Regions from separate parts of the Zea mays genome. Here region 2 is linked to region 1. The links are chromatin contacts, called in public Hi-C maps. All regions are on one chromosome and are shown on one strand. Each heading gives the region's core, a stretch centred on a gene start, on an enhancer-like site or on the middle of the called end of the contact. The rest is flanking DNA. Distances are from core to core; before and after follow the strand shown. Region 1 holds the start of LOC100193435. Region 2 holds the start of LOC100277911.

Region 1 (2,700 bases), core at 190-2,689:
GAGTGAGTCCACACTAGCGTCCTCCACCGAACACAAATCTTATTGTCCCCCGGTTTCAGAAACCACAACAATGTTATTCCAAAATTCATAACACGCCATTTGAATATTTAGTGTGCAAATATTTTAAGAGTGTGTTTAGTTTAGCTATGAGCTATGAAAAAGCTATTGTGAGCTATCTACTGTGAGAAAAAAGCTGAAAATCGTTTGGTTCCAACTGCTGAGTTGTCCAATCTAAACAAATTATATATTGTTTATATGTACTATGTTTACATATATCTCTTAATCAATATATTAATTAAAAAAGTGATTTCACATTTATGTTCCTAATATTTTTTACAAATAAATAATTTTATAATTCTATTTGTAATATTTTTATTAAAAATATTTTTATTTCATTTATTATAACACTTAATTATTTTAATGTAATTTTACTTTTAATTGATTGTGTCAGTTTATTAATATAACAAACTTTGATAAGCAGCAAAAGCAGGGTCTAAACTGCTTTCAAATTTGTATTATAGAAAAGTTGTTTTTTAAAGTAGCTGCGCAAAATCTGAACCGCTTTGATTTAGCTTCTACTTTTTCGAAGTGGAAACATGTTTTAAAAGCAGAACCAAATACATTCTAAATTATGTTTTGAAAATTTTCTATTCAAATTATATTGTAGGGTTTTAAAATTAAGTAATTTGTTTAATTTATCTTTGCATTTTTGGGTGCTGTTTTTAACAATTTATGTTATCACTTCATTGATTCTTCTCACCGTAATTTTGTTGGAGTACGTGCGCACGTATACACCCATCTCGATACGCGAGCGGCTTCTCTGCCGTAGCGTTGTGCGTGTCTATGGCTCCGACGGTTGCAACATCGCGTGGAGCCTTTACGTCTCGCTCCACTAAAACTCAAAAGGGCGGTGCGCAAGCAAGCCAGCTTTTTAGTCACACTCCGTACGTGCTCTCCACGGCCCACCCTCGTGCAAGCCGAGGAGTATCGGCGTATCGCCGAGTAAAACTGCCAATAAATGCAATTAAATATCATTATTTCTAAAATACATAATTTTGATTAGAAAGATAGGTTTTAGACTTTGGCTCTTCTTGTGCCATGTCAAAAGCGGTGGTTCTTGGATTTGGATAGCTTTGTCATCGTCACTTCGTCAGCTCCAGCCTCCAGGACTACACAACACGAGCCCCCCGCTGAGCACGAGCCATGCCCGGCCTTGTGCTTGTGCACCATCGACCTATCCAAAGTTAGCTGCCCGAAAGAAACCTCCTCGCGTCTCTCGTCGTCATCAACCGGCGGCAGCGCGCCGCATGCGCACGTCACCGGCCCGGCCGCATGCGATGCGCGGCCAACATGTCGTTGACGCCAGCCGTGGCGGCTTTAAATCCGCGGGACGCCTCCTCCTCTTGGCTCTTGTTCGCCAGCCGTACGTCGTCGTCAGTGTCGTGTACTCGTTTTCCCTTCCAAGGCACCCGTTGCGAGGGCGGAGGCGCCGATGGCCGGGGCGGGAGCGGGGGCGCTGGCCGGGCTCGCAGCGTGCGCGACGCTGGCGTGCAACGTCGCAGGCGCCGTGCTCTTCCTCCTCAGCCAAGACGACGAGCGGCTGCGGCGCGGGTGTGCGGCGAGGTTGGGCGCTGGCGGCGTCGCGTCGCAGCCGGTGGAGGAGTGCGGGGATGAAGAGGCGCTCGCGCCGGACGCCGTCCTCAACCTCGAGCTGTGCGTGTCCGCCCGTTCACGTCCCGCGTCGCGGGCGCAAGGTAACTGCATCTCGCACAGAGCTGAACTGAAGCTTGGCTTGCGCTGCATGCAGCGGCGACCCGACGATGTACCGGGCGTTCTGGCGGGAGGTTGGGGACTGCGGCGCCACCGTGATCCGCGGGTGCCAGGGGATGAGCTACTTCTCCGACGACGACGCCGTGCTCTGCTGGTTCCTCGAGCCGGAGCTGGAGCGCGAGGTGCGCCGACTCCACCGCATCGTTGGAAACGCCGTCGTCGACGGCTACCACCTCGTGGTCGGCACCGGCGCCACCCAGCTCTACCAGGCCGCCATGTACGCGCTCAGTTCGCCGGCGCGCCGGGACCAGCCCGTACCCGTCGTCTCGCCGGCGCCGTACTACTCTGTAAGATCACACAACACACGCCGAGTGCTAGTATTATTACTGTGCAATACTATGATATGATCTGGAATATATTACGCGCAACCATATATTTTGTGCAATTATAAACAATCTCCACTTTTCATTCTCCATCTTTAAACATTGTAGCTAGTTACACTTTTTATTCTCTATTTTAAAATATTGTCAATCTATGATTTACAACATATTGCTCGGTTGGCTCTCACGTGGTGTCGGTGTTTCGAATATCGTTCTGCTCCGATAATTAAATTTATTTCTGTGCTCCAGACGGTGTGTACGATAGACGTAGGATTTATACTGGTTCGAGCAAAACGTCTCTACATCTAGTCATGAGTGGCTTGTGCTACCGGTACCATTGATGATCAAAATTGGTAGTAGGGGTTACAAGCAAGGCAGGAAAGGAAGGAGAGTCTTCAAAGTCTCTTGTTCGTGGTGGAGGTAGTTACAAGGTGGAGTCCTAGTTAAGTTTTGGCTTGGCGATGGGGCTCCAACCTTCAGATCCTCCTCCTATTCGTGGGTCTTCTGGGCGTTGTCTCGTCTGGGTCGTCCTTGTGTCGTCCGTCCAAGA
Region 2 (2,700 bases), core at 110-2,609, 250 kb after region 1:
TATATGAACAATTGTTTTTCCATACGACATGATTATAACAACTCGCTGTATTGCGGATAGAGGCTGAATGAGGACAAATCAGCTTTAGATAGAGTTCAATTGAGATCCATCGCCCTTGTCAAAAAGAAAAAGAGACAGTGATGACGAATGGCTTTCTTACCCTAGTGGTGGACAACGATCGCGAGAGTGACTCTGCAACTGTGAATGACTAAATACAGAGAACGGCATGCTTTTACTCTACTGCTCAGAGTAATGGAGCGGCGAGAAAGTTTAAAGCAGAGTGCAGACTCCGTTCTGTCAGGATAATTCAGTATATGCATGGGTTGCTTGCTCCATGATCAATACTGCTGCAGCGAAATGTCTGCATACTTGGAACGAACGGACATGTAGGCATGGCATGTGTGACAACTGACAATAGAGTTGTCATCAAGAAAGAGACTGATGGGTAAGTTGCTGAGTCATCGTTATCGCCTGCAAAGATAAACTTTGCAATCTCTTGGAAACAAAGAAAAAACAAAAACATCGCAATCCTCCCTTTCTGTGTGCTTCAATTTTACGGATCTGCGAAGTACTACTAGTTTTGCTTCATAATTGCATCTCATCTGAAACTGGAGAGACGTTTGTCGTCGGTTTCACAGTCCAGAGCTGGGTCTGAAGCGAGTAAGAGCAGGGGTCGCAACTGGAGCATCGATTCCGGAAACTAATAGAAAATCAGTTCATCCAGGAACCCAGTTCAGGAGAGGCCCCCAACATGAGCAAAGTAGCAGTGGTGAACATATGAGATGGTATCTACAGGCCATGCACGGCCCGTCGATCGCCCAGTGGCTCTGTGCTGTGCTCTGTGCTAGCAGGAGCTACACTACATACTCGTGAGCACGACACCTAAACCCACATGATCATGATTATTCAACATGAGAATCGAACTGATACTGGAATTAAACAGACAGAAGGGCTTGTTGGTTCTTGCTGGCGATCGACGGGACCGGGCGGGCGAGCCGAGGCGGCGAGGCCTACTCGTCGTCGTCCTTCTTAGCGGCGGCGCCTCCCTGGACCTGGCTAGCGCGTCCGCTGTTGATGTTGCCTTTCTTGGAGATGAGGCCGAGGTCCTCGTCGGCGTAGCCGTAGCCGTAGTCGTCGGCGCCCTCCCAGGTGAACTTGCCGCCGCGGCCGCCCTTCTTGGGGTCGCCGCTCATCCCGGAGGCTGACTTGCGGTCGCTGCGGTAGTCCGCGGAGGCCTTGTGCGGGTTCCGGCTCTTCTTGCCGCCGTCCATCGCTGCTTGGATGGCTGCTGCTGCGACAACGGGATGAAGATGGGGTCGGATTGCAAATGGAAACTGCTGGCCTGGATGTAGCGCTCCTTGTTTGGGGGATCGGGTTGTGGGAGGGCTTTATTTATAGACGGAGAAAGCAGTAGTGAGGGAGGTGAACATGATTGATTGTATGGGGATTTAATTTTGTAAAAGTTAAATGACATGTATATAATTAATCCTATTTTATTTGGTCACCAAATCAAAGTACGTACTCCTAGAGAAAAAGAGATAGGAGCTCTAGGTGTATCACTATGCTTGGATTACCAAATGCTTGTTCTGGATTAGTTGTTTGACGTTGCTAGCCAAAGGCAGAAGAAGTACAAGCTCAACATGTGAAGAAAAAGGTTTATTACAGCAACCCATAGGTCTTAACGATATGGGTGTGGAGGCTTGCACCATGGCTCTGGAGCCTAGGACACGGTCTTAGGAACTAGGCCCTATCATTCCGTGATGGTGCATGAGAGCACATTAATGTCATGTTATGTCCGGTTGTAGGTTTCATGGAATTAGATCAAATGGCTTGAGAAGACCTAGAGTCAACTCAGACCATGAATATAAACTTGGCGACATATTTCCACCACTACTTTGTAAGTACCTCCTCGACATCAAGTGCCAAGGGAGTGAGGAGGACGACCTCTACAACATCAAGAGAAGCAATGAGTACTATAACCCCAAAGTTGAGTTGTTATTGTGCCTGTCATTGTGTCCAGTTCTTTGATAGACCACCAAGCTTTGAGGCATGTGCCAAAGGAAAGTGGTCTCTCAGTGCTCATGAATGTGTCTACCATGAGAATCCCTAGGTGTTATCCAGGTTAGTAGGATCAAAAATAGGAGAAGGCTAGTGGCAGTAATACCTTATGGCCCCACTAAGGGGTCACCGAACTAGACCGACTGAGGGGTTGTATGGGCAACACTATAAGAAGAGAGTCATCCTAATAATATGGCCTTACCTAAGGTAGCAGTGGGATAGACCAAGCAAGGTTGTTGCCCCACCTTGGACATAACGCATAGTCAGAATTGGTGAATCCGATGTCAAAGCCACCACTCCATCGACTTGATGTGTCGGTGAAGCCATGTCGATGCAGTAATACAAAGCGCACTAGACGCCTACCTCGTGTGCGCCAAATGTCACTATATAGAGAAAATCAATGAGAGAAGGGTGTAGGAATGGGATAGTTGGATCAGGATGTCGACATGCATTTAAGACACACAATATAGAGAGGTTTGGGCCGCCTGGGCATAATACCCTACATTTTTTGTAGGTTAATGTTTCAATGCAAGTGTGGGTATGGGTACAAATTAGATGCTCATATGATGTTTGATCTAGCTAGTGAAGAGAGCCCTAGCTGCCCCTTGTGATGTCTAGTCCTAAGCCAAGCGAGAGAGCTCA

What was found. A called contact is a pair of places that touch in the nucleus more often than the background predicts.
Region 2: a contact with region 1 is called in a Hi-C map of leaf, with 2.6 times the contacts expected there. The contact joins the promoter of LOC100277911 here to the promoter of LOC100193435 in region 1. A contact is called at or near these places in 3 of 25 Hi-C or Micro-C datasets (bundle sheath, leaf and tassel) and 1 of 3 datasets of contacts at active chromatin or transcription factors (leaf).

What each region holds. Positions count from the first base shown.
Region 1 is chr6:140,531,543-140,534,242 of Zm-B73-REFERENCE-NAM-5.0, forward strand. LOC100193435 reads left to right here and starts at 1,440. Exons shown (of 5, transcript NM_001138555.1): 1 at 1,440-1,713; 2 at 1,808-2,117. The coding sequence starts at 1,493.
Region 2 is chr6:140,782,394-140,785,093 of Zm-B73-REFERENCE-NAM-5.0, forward strand. LOC100277911 reads right to left here and starts at 1,360. Exons shown (of 1, transcript NM_001151355.2): 1 at 444-1,360. The coding sequence starts at 1,271. The coding sequence ends at 1,011.